Regions from separate parts of the Pan troglodytes genome. Here region 1 is linked to region 2. A link is a contact called in public Hi-C data. All regions are on one chromosome and are shown on one strand. Each heading gives the region's core, a stretch centred on a gene start, on an enhancer-like site or on the middle of the called end of the contact. The rest is flanking DNA. Distances are from core to core; before and after follow the strand shown.

Region 1 (6,913 bases), core at 4,144-6,643, 110 kb after region 2:
TGGCCAGCGGCTGCCTCACACTCACAGCTCTGGAAAAGCAACAGTTCTAGCAGGGGGGCTTCCTTCTACCTGCAGAGATCCTGAGATCTAGGAATTGGAGTACCAGCCCTCTGAACCTTGAGGAAGGGACCCTGTCACAAAGCAGCCACCATGGGCCAGGACAGGGCCAGGCATTTTAGAGATGAACTCAGGGCGCCTCTTTTTTTTTTTTTTTTGAGACAGAATCCCTCTCTGTCACCCAGGCTGGAGTGCAGTGGCGTGATCTTGGCTCACTGCAACCTCCGCCTCCTGGGTTCAAGCGATTCTCTTGTCTCAGCCCCCAGAGTAGCTGGGATTACAGGTGCATGTCACCACGCTGGCTATTTTTTTTTTTTTTTTGTATCTTTAGTAGAGACTGAGTTTTGCCATGTTGGCCAGGCTGGTCTCGAACTCCTGACCTCAGGTGATCCGCCCACCTCGGCCTCCTAAAGTGCTGGGATTACAGGCATGAGCCACCGTGCCCAGCCCGGAACACCTCTTTACCCATCAGGCTGAAAGCTCCCAGGGAGGGGGCTGGTCTCACCTCAGTGTCCCCATGCCCAGCACAGTGGCCGTGTCTCTTCTGTCAGACTTGGAGCTCCCTGAGGGCTCTGTCTCCCCCATCAGACTGAGAGCTTACCCTTCTCTCTCTTTCCCTAGTCCAGCTGGTTGCCTGGGGGTGAGGCAGGGAGATGACCTGACACCCAACTCCAGCCAGCAGCCCCCAGTCCTGAGCCTGGAGCTGAAAGTGGGCCCATTCTGAGGTCAGCCTGTGGCCTTCTTTCTCAGCCTCCACCAAAAGGCCCCAAGTCCTGGCCCCTGGAACCCCCCAGGCAGGGCCAAACCTCCAGAGAAAGCAGGGAATTCTCCTGGAAACTCATGTGCACCTCCATCTCACCGAGAATGAATGGAGGGGGGTTTGGTTCACAGATGAGGAAACAAGAGATGTGCTTTGGACAAAGACCAGATTCCACTGTGAGGCCCTGCAGGAGCTGCCACCTCTATCCTCCTCCCGGGACCTGGTCCCTCCCTCCCACCTCCGGACCGTGGCCATGGCCTAGCCTCTCTGCCCAGCCCCTCTGCCTTGGAGGCCCTCCCCTCTCTCTGCCTAGCTAAATCCCACCCATCCATCAGCTGTGGGCTCTGTCACTGTCATTTCTCTGGATGTGCCTTTCATGCCTGGGACCAGATGAAGTCCTCTTCTTCACTCTCAAGGGCTCCTTTCTGAGCGCTTCCAGGGCCGTGATTCTAAATGTATCTGGGTCATTATTGAATTAACACCTGCCTCCCCCACCAGAACCATAAGCTCCAATGAGCGGGGCCCTTGTCCGTCTCATTCATGCCGTAATCTCGGCACAGACTGCGCTTGTCACACAGCAGGTGCTCAGTGAGCAATTGCTGGATGAATGAAAGGTTGAATCAGTCCTGGCTGATTGAACCAGTCCCACGTTCTAGATGTGGGACCTTGGGCAAGTCTCACTTTCTCGCATTCATTCAGCAAATACTTATTGAGCATGAATCTACTGCATGTTGGTTTTGGCACAGGATTCAAACACAGATCTGGCTGGCTTCCGATGCTGTTCTCTTTCTGCTTTTCAAGCTCTGCCCTTCTTGCGATGTTTGGGGCCTGGGGAAGGGGTCCAGCCCCACCCTCTCCCACTGGTCCCTGGATGTCATATATGCCAGTCTGCTGTGGCCCCCTGCCTCCAAACCTTTGTGCACACAGAGCCTTCTACCACCCACAGCCCACTCGACCTTCAAAATCCGCTTCTAGGGTCACGATCACCTGAAAGCCATCCCCACAGCCCTTGGCAGAAGTGACTCTCCTGTCACACACTTGGCTGGCATGGAGATGCAGCACTGTCCACCCTGACCCAGCGCTATTTATGCACGTGGCTCCTGCAGCGTCCCCGCCCCACCCCCAGGGCTGCCAGGGCAGGGCCTGGTCTGATTCATCGCTGTAATGGTTGGCCTTGATTAATCTTTCTCTGATCAAACCCTGCAGCAGCTCCTCTTCACGCTCCAGTGCCCAGCCAATCAGGGCCAGGCACTCAGGGCTGATGCATGCTCAGAGCAAGGCCACCGGAGTGGGGGTTCTGCCTGGATCCCCGAAATCATGGCAAGAGAATGGGCTGCTAGGTGTGAAGGGCACAGCCTGGACACTCTCTCCTCTCCACTCTAGCCCAGCAGTGGCATGGCAAAGAGGGCCCTGGGGGCGAGCAGTGGAAGGTCACAGGGCAGATGGGCTATGGGGTGAACTGGGAAAGGACAGTGTGGCCCCAGGGAGGACAACCACACAGCTCAGAGCTGTCTGGACATCGTCCACTTCAGCAGAATTCCAAGGTGAATGTGAGCGTGCAAGGAGAGCCACCGGCCCTGCGTGGCCTGGTCTCAGGCTGGTGCCAGGGCTGGGCTGAGAGGCAGGAGACCTGGGTTCTAGTCCCCACTCTACCACTGATTTGCTGTGTGACCTTGGGCAAGCCCCTGCCCCTCTCTGAGTGCCAATGTGTACAAGGAGAGGATTGAGTCAATGTGGAACTGACCAGCATGAACACCAGAGGCTGGAGAGCCAGATCTCCAGCCCAGCCACATCTCTGAGTGGGTCAGCAAGGGACCCTAGGTGAGGCCACTGCCTTGCCCTGCCCTCCTGTCCCTGGCTTAGGCTAAATGGGGCACAGTGGGGTGACCAGGCATCCTCTCCCCTGTGAGCTGCCCTGTCGTCTTCTCAAGTGTCCTCCCTGTCCCATCTACCCCCAAAGCTGTCAGGCTGCCAGCAGGGAGCATCAGCTGCCATGACGGAGCATCCTGCGTCATAGTGAGTCAGAGCCCTCCTTCCAAGCCAGATCCAGTCACTCCGTGACAGGAAGAAGAGAAGGACACCACTGCCTTTCCAAGCCCAGGCCACACAGGACGGGACCCCAGAGCCTGGCACAGGCAGATCCGCCTTTCCTTCTCCACACAAGGGCAGGCACACACCTGGCACCAGGGCATCCAAGGTGATAGCAGGCTGTCCTTTCTGAGCCACCCTCTCCAAGGCCAGACCTGGAGGGTACAGTTGGGGGGCTCTGAGCAACTGTGAATGAATACAGCGCTGACTCAAGGATTGGCACATTTGTCTTGTTCACACTGGCACACAGTAGGTGCTTTATATGCATCTGTTGAACGGAAGTTCTCAGACTTCCCTGTGGCTGTTGGGAAGCTGTGGTGGAGTAATAACACATCATACCTGTTTGTGTTCACTATCACTATTATTTATTTTTAGTCCTAAGTTGAGTACCTACTACGTGCCAGTCATTTTGCATATATTCATTTCATCAGCCCTCACAGCAATCCCACGAGGTGAGATTTTTACCCTAAGTTAACAGATGAAAAATCTGAGACTCAGAGAGGCGAAGCAACTTACCCAAGGTCGCACAGCTTGTGTGAGCTAAGCCCTCATTCACCCAGGTCTGCTGACACCAGGGCCAGGCACAGAACCTCTCTCCACCCGGACTTTACTTGGCAGACAGCACCTAGCTTAGAGAAAGAGAAAGAAGTCAGCACCCACTCCCTGGCTCAGCTGCTCTGGCAGTGCGCCCTGGCCCAGATCCTGCCCCTTGAGAGGCCTCCAGCCCTATCCCACGCTGCTGCCTCAAACCTTATTCATTCTTTTTTTTTTTTTTGAAACAGAGTCTCACTCTGCCACCCAGGCTGGAGTGTAGTGGCACGATTTCGGCTCACTGCAACCTCCACTTTCCCGGGTTCAAGCAATTCTCCTGCCTCAGCCTCCCGAGTAGCTGGAATTACAGGCTTGTGCCACCACACCTAGCTTTTTATTTATTTATTTATTTATTTATTTATTTTGAGACGGAGTTTCTCTCTTGTAGCCCAGGCTGGAGTGCAGTGGCATGGTCTTGGCTCACTGTACCCTGGGTTCAAGCAACTCTCCTGCCTCAGCCTCCTGAGTAGCTGGGATTACAGGCGCCCACCACCACCATGCCTGGCTAATTTTTGTATTTTTAGTAGAGACGGGGTTTCACCATGTTGGCTAGGCTGGTCTCAAACTCCTGACCTCAGGTGATCCGCCCACCTCGGCCTCCCAAAGTGCTGTGATTACAGGCATGAACTACTTTGCCAAGCCCACACCCAGCTAATTTTTTATATTTTTGGTAGAGACGGAGTTTCACCATGTTGGCCAGGCTGGTCTCGAACTCCTGACCTCAAGTGATCTGCCTGCCTTGGCCTCCCAAAGTGCTGGGATTACAGGCGTGGGCCACCGCGCCTGGCCCCTCCTTATTCATTCTTCAAAACACTTCTCTGCTGCCACCAGTGAACCTGGCTGCCTCAACTGGAAAACAGACACAAGAGTGCCTGCCCTGCCTGATGCACAGGTGGGCATGAAGGAGAGAGCGAGATGCTATGTGTGAGTGAGGGTCTCAGACACTGACATTGAGTGCTATGTGCATGGGAAATTTTGCTAAAGGATCTTCACACCTCAGGAGCTGGGATGTGTGTGTGTGTGTGTGTGTGTAAATGCAAGCGTGCTTCAATGTGAGTGTATAACTGCCATTGTGTGGGTGTGAGTGGGTATGTACACATGGGAGACTGTGTATTCATGTGTAGGTATGTGAGTGTGTGTGCGTGTATGTAAATGCAAGTGTGCATATATATGTGTGTGTATGACCATCAGTGTGTGAATGAGGGGTATGTACACATGGGAGAGTGTGTGTGTAGGTACGTGCGAGTGAGTGTGAATGACTACAGAGGCCGTCCAGGGCTGGGGAAAAAAACCCGTGCCTCAGTTTACGCTGCCCTAGACAAGCCCTGAGAGGCAGCCTTGCCCCCCTCTTCAACCATCGCTGGAGACCCTTCATCCCGCCGCCAGGCCACCAGCGCACTATCTACCCGCACTCTCTCTACCCCACCTCTGGGCATATATTATTTTGCATATGTTAATTTCAATAGCTCTGAATGAGGCGCTGACAGTCAAAAGTCGCTGAATTCACAGCTTAGGGCTCTCAGGCAAGGCCTCTAACTTCTGCGAGCCTCACTTTCATCCTCTGCAAAATAGGCCCAATGAACCTGTTGTTCTTGCGCGCACCCCTCCTCGCTCCCAAGCCTTCGTGCCCAGTCGTCGTTGTTGTGGTTAAATTCATGTTGTTTACTTTGTGCCCCAAATGCCAGGAGTCTCCCCGCCCCCTCCGTCCCCTTCCCTGACCTTCAGCCCTGGCAACCCCGGGAGGTGGGGGAGCCCCGAAGGGACAGAGATGGCCCTCCCGCGCTCTGCGGCCACAGGTGCGCCCAAGCCTCCCGGCTGCGCTCCCCCGGGCCCCGCCCGCCGCGCCCCGCGGTGTCGCCCTCCCCTGGCAGCGGCGGGCACTGCGCGGGAGGCGGCGGCGCGGGAGGCGGCGGCGCGAGGCGAGCCGGGCGCGGCGGCAGCGGGGACGACCCAGGCTGGAGCTGAGGCCGAGCTGAGGGCGCCCGAGCCCCCCGCCCCGCGCGTCCTCTGGCTCCGCAGCGCTCAGCCCCGGGCCCGCGGAGACATGAACGCCCCGCGGCCCCACGCACCCCGGGCGCAGCGGCCCGGCCCCGCGGCCCCGTGATGGGCTCCTGCGTGTCGCGAGGTGAGGGGGCCCGGCCGGGGGCGGGGGGATCGGGTGCCGGGGACCCGCGCAGTCCCCTCGCCGCTCGGAGACCTGGGGGATGGGGCTGGCGACCCGCCCTTCACGGCCCCGCCGCACCCCCGGGGACGCGGCGTCCTGAGGGGGACAGAGCTAGGGACGGTAGGGGGCGGGGGCAGCGCAGAGAGCGCACGTGCAGAGGTCACCGCATCCCCGCCCCAGTTTGCAGCCCCGCAGGTGACACGAAGCAGGGTCCCGTGCCGTGCCGCGCTCTCATCCCTACAGCCACACACCCCCTGCCGGGTGCCTGGGAGGGAAGGGGGCTCTGGTTCTTCCTGGCTTCCCGGAGGAACTGCGGGCACCGGGAGAACTAGCAGACCCTCCCTTTCCCACCCCTCCCCAAGACACAGGTCTTACCAGCTCACCCCCACAGCCCCTTCCCACGTCTTACCGGGTGCCCCCATCTGCAGAGCCCCTGAACCCTGTTGGCAGGAAAGGGTTAATGGTGGGGCACAGGTTATAAAGAAGGTTCCCCTGCCCCCTAATCCTCCTCCCCACCCCCATCCTTGGACAGGGGACAGAAGGGCCAGAGCACAGCTGATGTTCCCAGTTACCCCTGGGCCTTTCTCTCTGTGTCTGACCTGTCACCCTCCACTCTCCCCCACGTGGTACCCAAGGAGGTGGAGGGGACCTGCCCTTGCCTGGGGGCCCAGGGCAGGCCCCAGCCTCTTCTATCTGTGAGTAGGGGACACACAGTCTTGCACAGAGATTGGGGGATGGGCAGTTTGGTCTTTGGAGCCCCCTACCTCTACCTCCACCCCCACCCATCACCACCAGCTTTCCAACAGGCGGTTGGGCAACATTTAGACAAGCGATTGGGCTGAGCCCTTCTCCCACCTTGGTCTGTTCACCCCACAGTGGGATCAGGGGGGTGTGACTGGGAGTGGGGGTGGCTTTGGCCTTGGTTCAGGCTCTGCAGGCTGAGGCCAAACCCACTGACCACCACCACACCCATCACCCCTAGTAGCTTACCCAGAATAGAGGGGACCTTGTCCTGGGGGTATTGAGCAAGGAGCACAGTGACCTTCCCCCATCCTCTGGACTCGAAGGGCTTCTGCTCAGGAGTTCCTGTGGGCATTCAGGTAAGTGGCTCAGGATGTCTCTGGGAGGTATCGGGGTGGAATCCCGGCTGGGGAAGGGGAAGGTACAGGGTCAGGCTGTGTGGGGTTCCTTTACTTATCCATGCATTAAGCTGATATTAACATGATAGCTGCCGTGTGCCAGGCACCGTGTGC
Region 2 (6,908 bases), core at 931-3,430:
CAAACTGGCTCATCCCTGGGGGTAGGAATCAGCAAGAGAAGACCTGGATTGGAATTCCAGGACCACACTGACTGGCTGTGTGGCCTTGGGCAAGTTCCTTTACCTCTCTGAGCCTCCGTTTCTTCATCAATGAGAGGCAAATTGTCCTCCCACCATGTCATGCTGTTGAAAGGAATCAAGTGCCCAGCGCAGTGCCCGGCCTGCAGGACGTGCTCAAGAAATGGCTTTTGCAGAACACGACAGAATCTTCCCCAGCGGGACCTGTTCTCCCAGGGCCTGTGGGGAAGGAAATGGCGGGATCTTCTGCTCAGCCATCTTACATTAATCAGCATGCAGTCATCATGTTCACACCAGCTCTAATTGTTCGCTGCTGAAATGGGCTCGAGCTTTGGGGCTCTCACCTCAGCCAGCCCGGGGCTCCGGGCTTGGGCAGAGCTGGTGCATGGAGCAGGTCTGGGGCTCCTGGCATGAATGAAGCTGAAATGTGGACAGGTGCAGTCGGGATGTGGAAGAACCCAGCCTTGGGCAAGTCCCTTTACCTTTACTCAAAGAGGAGAGTGGGTGAGGCTGCCCGGGGTGGGGGGCACTGGCCGGGCACCTGCAGGTGGGGAGGCCTGGCCATCTCTGGAGCAGCTCCGGTGATGAACTTTGGTCAAAGAACTCGTCCTAGAGGGTTTGTCCCACACCTGCTTCTGGTCTTAGCACGTGACCCCTGCTCCAGATAGGTCCTTCTTGTTTGTTTTGGGCTTGAGAGGAATTAATGAAATTGTTAGGGTAATTGGCAGCACGGCGGGCACCATCCAAGACTGGCAAAGGGGGGCTGGGAGGACCGAGAGGAGAGAGCCTGGCACACGGGGATTGCTTAACAGATGACGGTGAAGAGGGAGGGGTGTGTAAGTGGCGGATGGCATGTAGGAGCGAATCAGTGAATGAACAGTGAGTGAGTGACTCAATGAACGCGTAAGCTGGAACCTCAGTAATAGCATTGGCCAACACTCGTGTAGTTCTCACTACATGTGCAACGTCGTTCTAAGCACTTCACTTGTAAAACTCATTCAGTCCTCTCAAAAACCCTGTGAAGGAGGCACTATGATTACCTCTGTATTTTTTTTTTTTTTTTGAGTCTCACTCTGTTGCCCAGGCTGGAGTGCAGTGACGAGATGTCAGCTCACTGCAACCTCCGCCTCCTGGGTTCAAGCAATTCTCATGCCTTAGCCTCCCGAGTAGCTGGGATTACAGGTGCCTGCCCCCACACCTGGCTGATTTTTGTGTTTTTAGTAGAGACAGGGTTTCACCATGTTGGGCAGGCTGGTCTCGAACTCCTGACCTCAAGTGATCCATCTGCCTTGGCCTCCCAAAGTGCTGGGATTATAGGCGTGAGCCACCGCACCCGGCCGATGACTACACTTTACAGAGAAGGGACCAGAGGCACAGAGAGGTTAAGTAACTTGTCCAAAGTTACACAGCTGGGAAGTGACTGAGTTCAGACTAGAACCCCGGCAGGCTGGCTCCGTAGTCTCCAGGTACCAAGCACCTTCAGGATCATGAAGAGAGTTCAGAGCAGAGGGGATAGGAGGATGGATTCCTCTTTTGCAGTCTCGGCCTTGAGACTCCAGGCTTCATGTCATTCAGTCTGTCATTCATTCATGCTGCATAGTCGCTGGTCAGCCGCTTACTCACTCACGCACTCACTGAGCGCCGGCTCTGGGAGTGTGAAGCGGGGAGACTTGTAAGATTCTGTCCTCCCCGGTCCTAGTTTACCTTTCAGGGCTCAGTTCAATGCCACCTCCTCCAGGAAGGCCACAGGGCTCTAGGCTTCCCCTGATCTCCCCAGCTAGGCAGTGCTTATGTTCTCAGTTCTTGGAATACCATGGGTGCTCAATAAATGCTTGAGGAGGCATCCTGTTGCTGCTGAGCCTTCTCCTGGGGTCTCGTGGCTTTCCCAGCTCTTTGTCCCTTCCTGTCCTCACCCCAGCCAGGATGCTCCTGTATCTGGACAGAGCCTGGATCCCCCCACACCTCCCATGACCTTCCCATACCACCAGCGGAGTGGAAACTCCCCGAGCACTGGGTCCAGCCGGAGGCCACGGTCAGCAGCGCTGGGATTCACCCCTGCCCTGAAAGGGAGGGACCTGGGCCCGCCCGGGCTCAGCAGCCAACAGCAGCCTCTTCCTTCCCTGGCGAAGTGTTTGTTTTCAAATTCCTGAGGCCTGCGTCACCCCCAGCCCTGTGTCCGCTGGCCCCGGCTGCCTCTGCTTCCTTCCTCCGCTTGCCGGACCAGGCTGATCTGTGGGGTGGGGTGCTGGGCCAAGCCTCTCCCGCCCATTGCCCACCAGCTAGGGCCAGAGCCTCGAGCTGGCTGACTGGAGAGCCCCAGAGGTTGGTAGGACATGGGATAAGGGAACTCAGGACCCCTCATCCCAGCCCCTCTGGATAGAGCAGGGAAATTCCAAGTCTTTTTGCTCTTCAGGGAACAGTGCAGGCTGGCAAAGAATCATGGGCTGGTAGCCGGAAGTAGCTATCTTCATCCCAGCTATCTTCTGGGTTAGCTGGGATGGGGAAGTTCTGAGCAGGGCACATGCCCCTAAGCAGGCCTGGTCTGGGCCCAGAAGGCCTGGTGCAGGTCAGACTTCATTCAAGCTCTCTTCCTGGCCGGGAGTCTTTTTTTTTTTGAGACGGAGTCCCGCTCTGTTGCCCAGGATGCAGTGCAGCAGCGCGATCTCGGCTCACTGCAACCTCCACCTCCTGGGATTACAGGCGCCCACCACCACACCTAGCTAATTTTTGTATTTTTAGTAGAGACGGGGTTTCACTATGTAGGCCCGGCTGGTCTCGAACTCCTGACCTCAAGTGATCTGCCCGCCTTGGCCTCCCAAAAGAGCGGGGATTACAGGCATAAGACTTTGCATCCAGCCAGCGCTGGGAGTCTTGAACAACTAGGGCAGTGGGGTGGGTTTCAAACTTGACCTCATGTGCATCAGAATCAGCTGGGGTGTGTGGTAAATGGGCAGACGCCCAAGCCCTGGCCTCTGAGATTCTGATTCAGGGAGTCTGGGATCTCAGGGATCTGAAGTTTTGGCTTCCCAGGTGATTCTGCTGCCAGAGGCCCAAACTGTGGAAAGCCAACGCTCAAGAACGTGAATAACACACAGCCAGGCCCAGCTCTCCCACTCACATGCTGCTGACCTTTTAGAGCTGCACTGGCCAGTTCTGTAGGTACTATTTAAATCTAGAGGCCGGGCGCAGTGGCTCATGCCTGTAATCCCAGCATTTTGGGATCCAGGGTGGGTGGATCTCTTGAGGTCAGGAGTTCGAGACCAGACTGGGCAACATGGTGAAACCCCATCTCTACAAAAAGCACACAAAAAATTAGCTGGGTGTGGTGGCGTACACCTGTAGTCCTGGCTACTCAGGAGGCTGAGGTAGGAGGCTGGCTTGAGCCCAGAAGGCAGAGGTTGCAGTGAGCTGTGATTGCGCCACTGTACTCCAGCCTGAGTGACAGAGCGAGACTCTGTCTCAAATAAATAATTAATTTAAATTAATTAAAATGAAATAAAATTAAAGTCAGCTCTTCAGGTGCACCAGACGCATCTCAAGTGCTCAGTAGCCGCGTGCAGCCAGTGCGGAGCAGATGTAAAATGTTTCTATCCATTCATCATTCCATCCACAGCAAGTTCTTCTAGACTGCTGTTCTCCAATGTCAGTTTCACAGAGGCAGAGACTTTTGTCTGCTGTGTTCATTGCTATATCCACAGCATCTGACTCATGCCTAAAACACAGCAGGGGACCAGTAAATTTTTTTTTTTTTTTTTTTTTTTTTGAGATGGAGTCTCACTCTGTCACCCACCCAGGCTAGAGTGCAATGGCACAATCTCGGCTCACTGCAACCTCCACCTCCCGGGCTCAAGTGATTCTCTTGCCTTACCCTCCCGAGTAGCTGAGACTACAGGTGTGCAGCACCACGCCTGACTAATTTTTGTATTTTTAGTAGAGACGGGGTTTCACCATGTTGGCCAGGCTGGTCTCGAACTCCTGACCTCAAGTGATCTGCCTGCCTTAGCCTCCCAAAGTGCTGGGATTATAGGTGTGAGCCACCATGTCCGGCCCAGTAAATCTTTTTCATTTGTGTTTTTATGGTGGTAACATATATGTAACATAAAATCGACCATGTTAAGCGTTTGGAAGTGTACGGGTCGGTGGCATTAAGTGCATTCACACTGCTGTGCAACTTCGCCACCGTCCATCTGCAGAACTTTTTCATCATCCCAAACTGAAACTCTACTCAACAAAAGCTCCCCATCAATCAATGTTTTCTAAATAAATGAATAACCTTGGCCGGGCGCGGGGCTTACGCCTGTAATCACAGCACTTTGGGAGGCCGAGGAGGGCGGATCACCTGAAGTCACGAGTTTGAGACCAGCCAGGCCAACATGTTGAAACCTTGTCTATTTTTAAAAAAAGTACAAAAATTAGCCAGGCGTGGTGGCGGGCGCCTGTAATCCCAGCTACTCAGGAGGCTGAGGCAGGAGAATCACTCAAACCCAGGAGGTGGAGGTTGCAGTGAGCCAAGATTGCACCACTGCACCCCAGCCTGGGCGACAAGAGTGAGACTCTGTCTAAAAAAATAAAAAATAACAATAATAATAAAAAAAAACCTTGGTCAAATCACTTCCACTCTCTGGGCTTCAGGTTCTTCATTTACAAAACGGGTAGCACATGCGTTCCCACCCGGCAAGTTCTTTGCAAGGATTAAATAAGATGAAGCATGCGATTAGCACAAGCCCTGGCACACAGCAAGTGCTCATCAAATATTAGCTGTTCCTGTATTATTATTACCTCATCAGGAAGTCTTCCCTGAACATTCCACACCTCCTTGTTTTCTAAACTCTGCAAGACTAGAGCGCACCTCATTCAAGGCAACAGAAACAGAGTCCGCTGCTGCCGGTGTGAATCACGTGGGCGTGTTCTGTCTCCAGGGCGTGGACTGTTGCTGGTCCTTTGTGTGTCAGCTAGCCTAGTTCCTCAGCTAGCCAAGGTTCCCCAGCCCCGATATCCCGCAACAACCCCCTGAGATGGGGAAAGGAGTTGGAAGGAACCCTTATGTGGGTGCCATTGTACAGATGGGAACGCTGAGGCCCATGGTACCGAGGAAGCCAGTGCCAGAGCCAGGACTCAAAGCAGGCATCCCAACTCCAGTATCCTTCAAAAACACCACCCAGCACAGGGGAGCCGCTAACTGAAGGAATGGGTGGATGGATGAATTAAAGTAGTCAGGCTGAAGGGCCCCATTTTGCAGCTTTGAAGAAACAGGCTCAGGGAGGTTAAGTGAGGCGCTGGGTAAATATTTATGGAATTGATCATACGTGGTCAGAGGGCAGGGCAAGCTAGCCAGGGGCTCTGAACCTGTAGTACCTTTAATCCCTGCCCCCAAGGGACAATCAGGACAGTTTCTTGCCCTGGACAGGAAGTTGTCATGATGGGGTAGAAAGAGACGCTAACTCTTGGCCTCGTGAGGGAAGGAAGGCATTTCTTTGGCTTTGGTGTCAGACAGGCTCAGATCCGTCACAGGTCCTGAGACACAGGAGGAGTCTTGCTAAGCTCTTAAAATTTCTAAGCTCCAGACCCTTCTGAGACGCTATAAATGCTGTGGCCTCCAGCCAGTGGTGAGCTGGTAAATGTTTAACAACCTGCTTTCTAAAAGGAAAAGAGAAAAAAAAATGAAAAGGGTAAAAAGAAGGCCAGGTGTGGTGGCTCACGCCTGTAATCCCAGGACTTTGGGAGGCTGAGGCAGGTGGATCACTTGAGGTCAGGAGTTCGAGACCAGACTGGCCAACATGGTGTAACCCCATCTCTACTAAAAATAAAAAAAATCAGTCAGGCATGGTGGTGGGCACCTGTAATCCCAGGTACTTGAGAGGCTGAGGCATGAGAATTGCTTGAACCTGGGAGGCTGAGGTTGCAGTGAGCCGAGATTGAACCACTGCACTCCAGCCTGGGCGACAGAGTGAGACTCTGTCTCAAAAAAAAAAAAAAAGGAAAAAGAAGAGTGTCACTGCTGATTGTTGTGGTGTAAATACTCCCACTACAGTTGACTTCAAGCAACCAATGAAACTTGGCTTGCAAAATGCATGAAAATGGAACAATCTACTCTCCCTGAGCCTGCAAGAGCCAACTGGGCACACCACTCAGTGTAAACTCAGGCAAATGCTTCCTCTTTCTGTGCCTCATTTTCCCTATCTGTAAAGTGGGTGGTAATGGTTGCTACCTTTAAGGCTCTTATAAGGAGTCATTTCCATGTTCCAAACTAGAGGTGGCAGGATCTTCAGGGACTGGTGAGGACAGGGGAAGGTCACATTTTGCAGCCCTTGGAGGTGCGTCAGGGGATGGCAGAAATAGGGCTGGTGCCTCACCCTTCATAGGCTCCTGGGAGCATGTCTTTCTTTCCCTACCAGCAGAGGTGACCATGTGGCTCCCTGCCCTTCTCTTTGGGCCACTTTCAGAAGCCAGGCAGTGGGGAGGTCGGAGTAGCCAGGCGCTGGTGACAAGAGTTTGCCCAAATCTGGAAAGACAGTCTCCCGTGTCCCCACCTTACTAATCCCACACACTTACCCTGACTTTACTCCTGGGGCTGTGGGAGACAGGGGTGGAATGGGCCCCTGACACCCAGGCAGCCCCTCCTATCCCTGCATGAATCCTGGCATGACCCCGGACACCCAAGAAAGTGCACCTTTGACAATGGTGCACCAGGTCATGGTGGCACCTCTCCCCTTGGTGGTGGCATCTGGGGCCCTTGCACACAGGGGACAAGGAACCTGAAGTGAAGGGGAGTTGACGTATTGAGGCCACACTGAGGACAGTCCCTCTCACTTTGGGAGAGGAGATGGCTCTCCTGGTCTGATGTTCCAGAA

Evidence for each region. A called contact is a pair of places that touch in the nucleus more often than the background predicts.
Region 1: a contact with region 2 is called in a Hi-C map of induced pluripotent stem cells, with 4 times the contacts expected there. The contact joins the promoter of LOC107966262 here to the enhancer-like site in region 2. A contact is called at or near these places in 5 of 7 Hi-C or Micro-C datasets (blood, induced pluripotent stem cells, a lymphoblastoid cell line and 1 more) and 1 of 1 other capture datasets (stem cell-derived neural stem cells).

What each region holds. Positions count from the first base shown.
Region 1 is chr1:215,126,259-215,133,171 of NHGRI_mPanTro3-v2.0_pri, forward strand. It overlaps LOC107966262 (family with sequence similarity 131 member C), which reads left to right and starts at 5,394. Exons shown (of 7, transcript XM_024356597.2): 1 at 5,394-5,621. The coding sequence starts at 5,600.
Region 2 is chr1:215,023,096-215,030,003 of NHGRI_mPanTro3-v2.0_pri, forward strand. No RefSeq gene overlaps it. Among named protein-coding and RNA genes, the nearest start is that of EPHA2, 25 kb to the right of the region's middle. Within about 2 kb of position 2,181, at least 8 of the 24 cell types and tissues checked have an H3K27ac peak or open chromatin away from gene starts, as enhancers often do. A contact at or near this core is called in induced pluripotent stem cells, stem cell-derived neural progenitor cells and stem cell-derived neural stem cells, where this site is marked.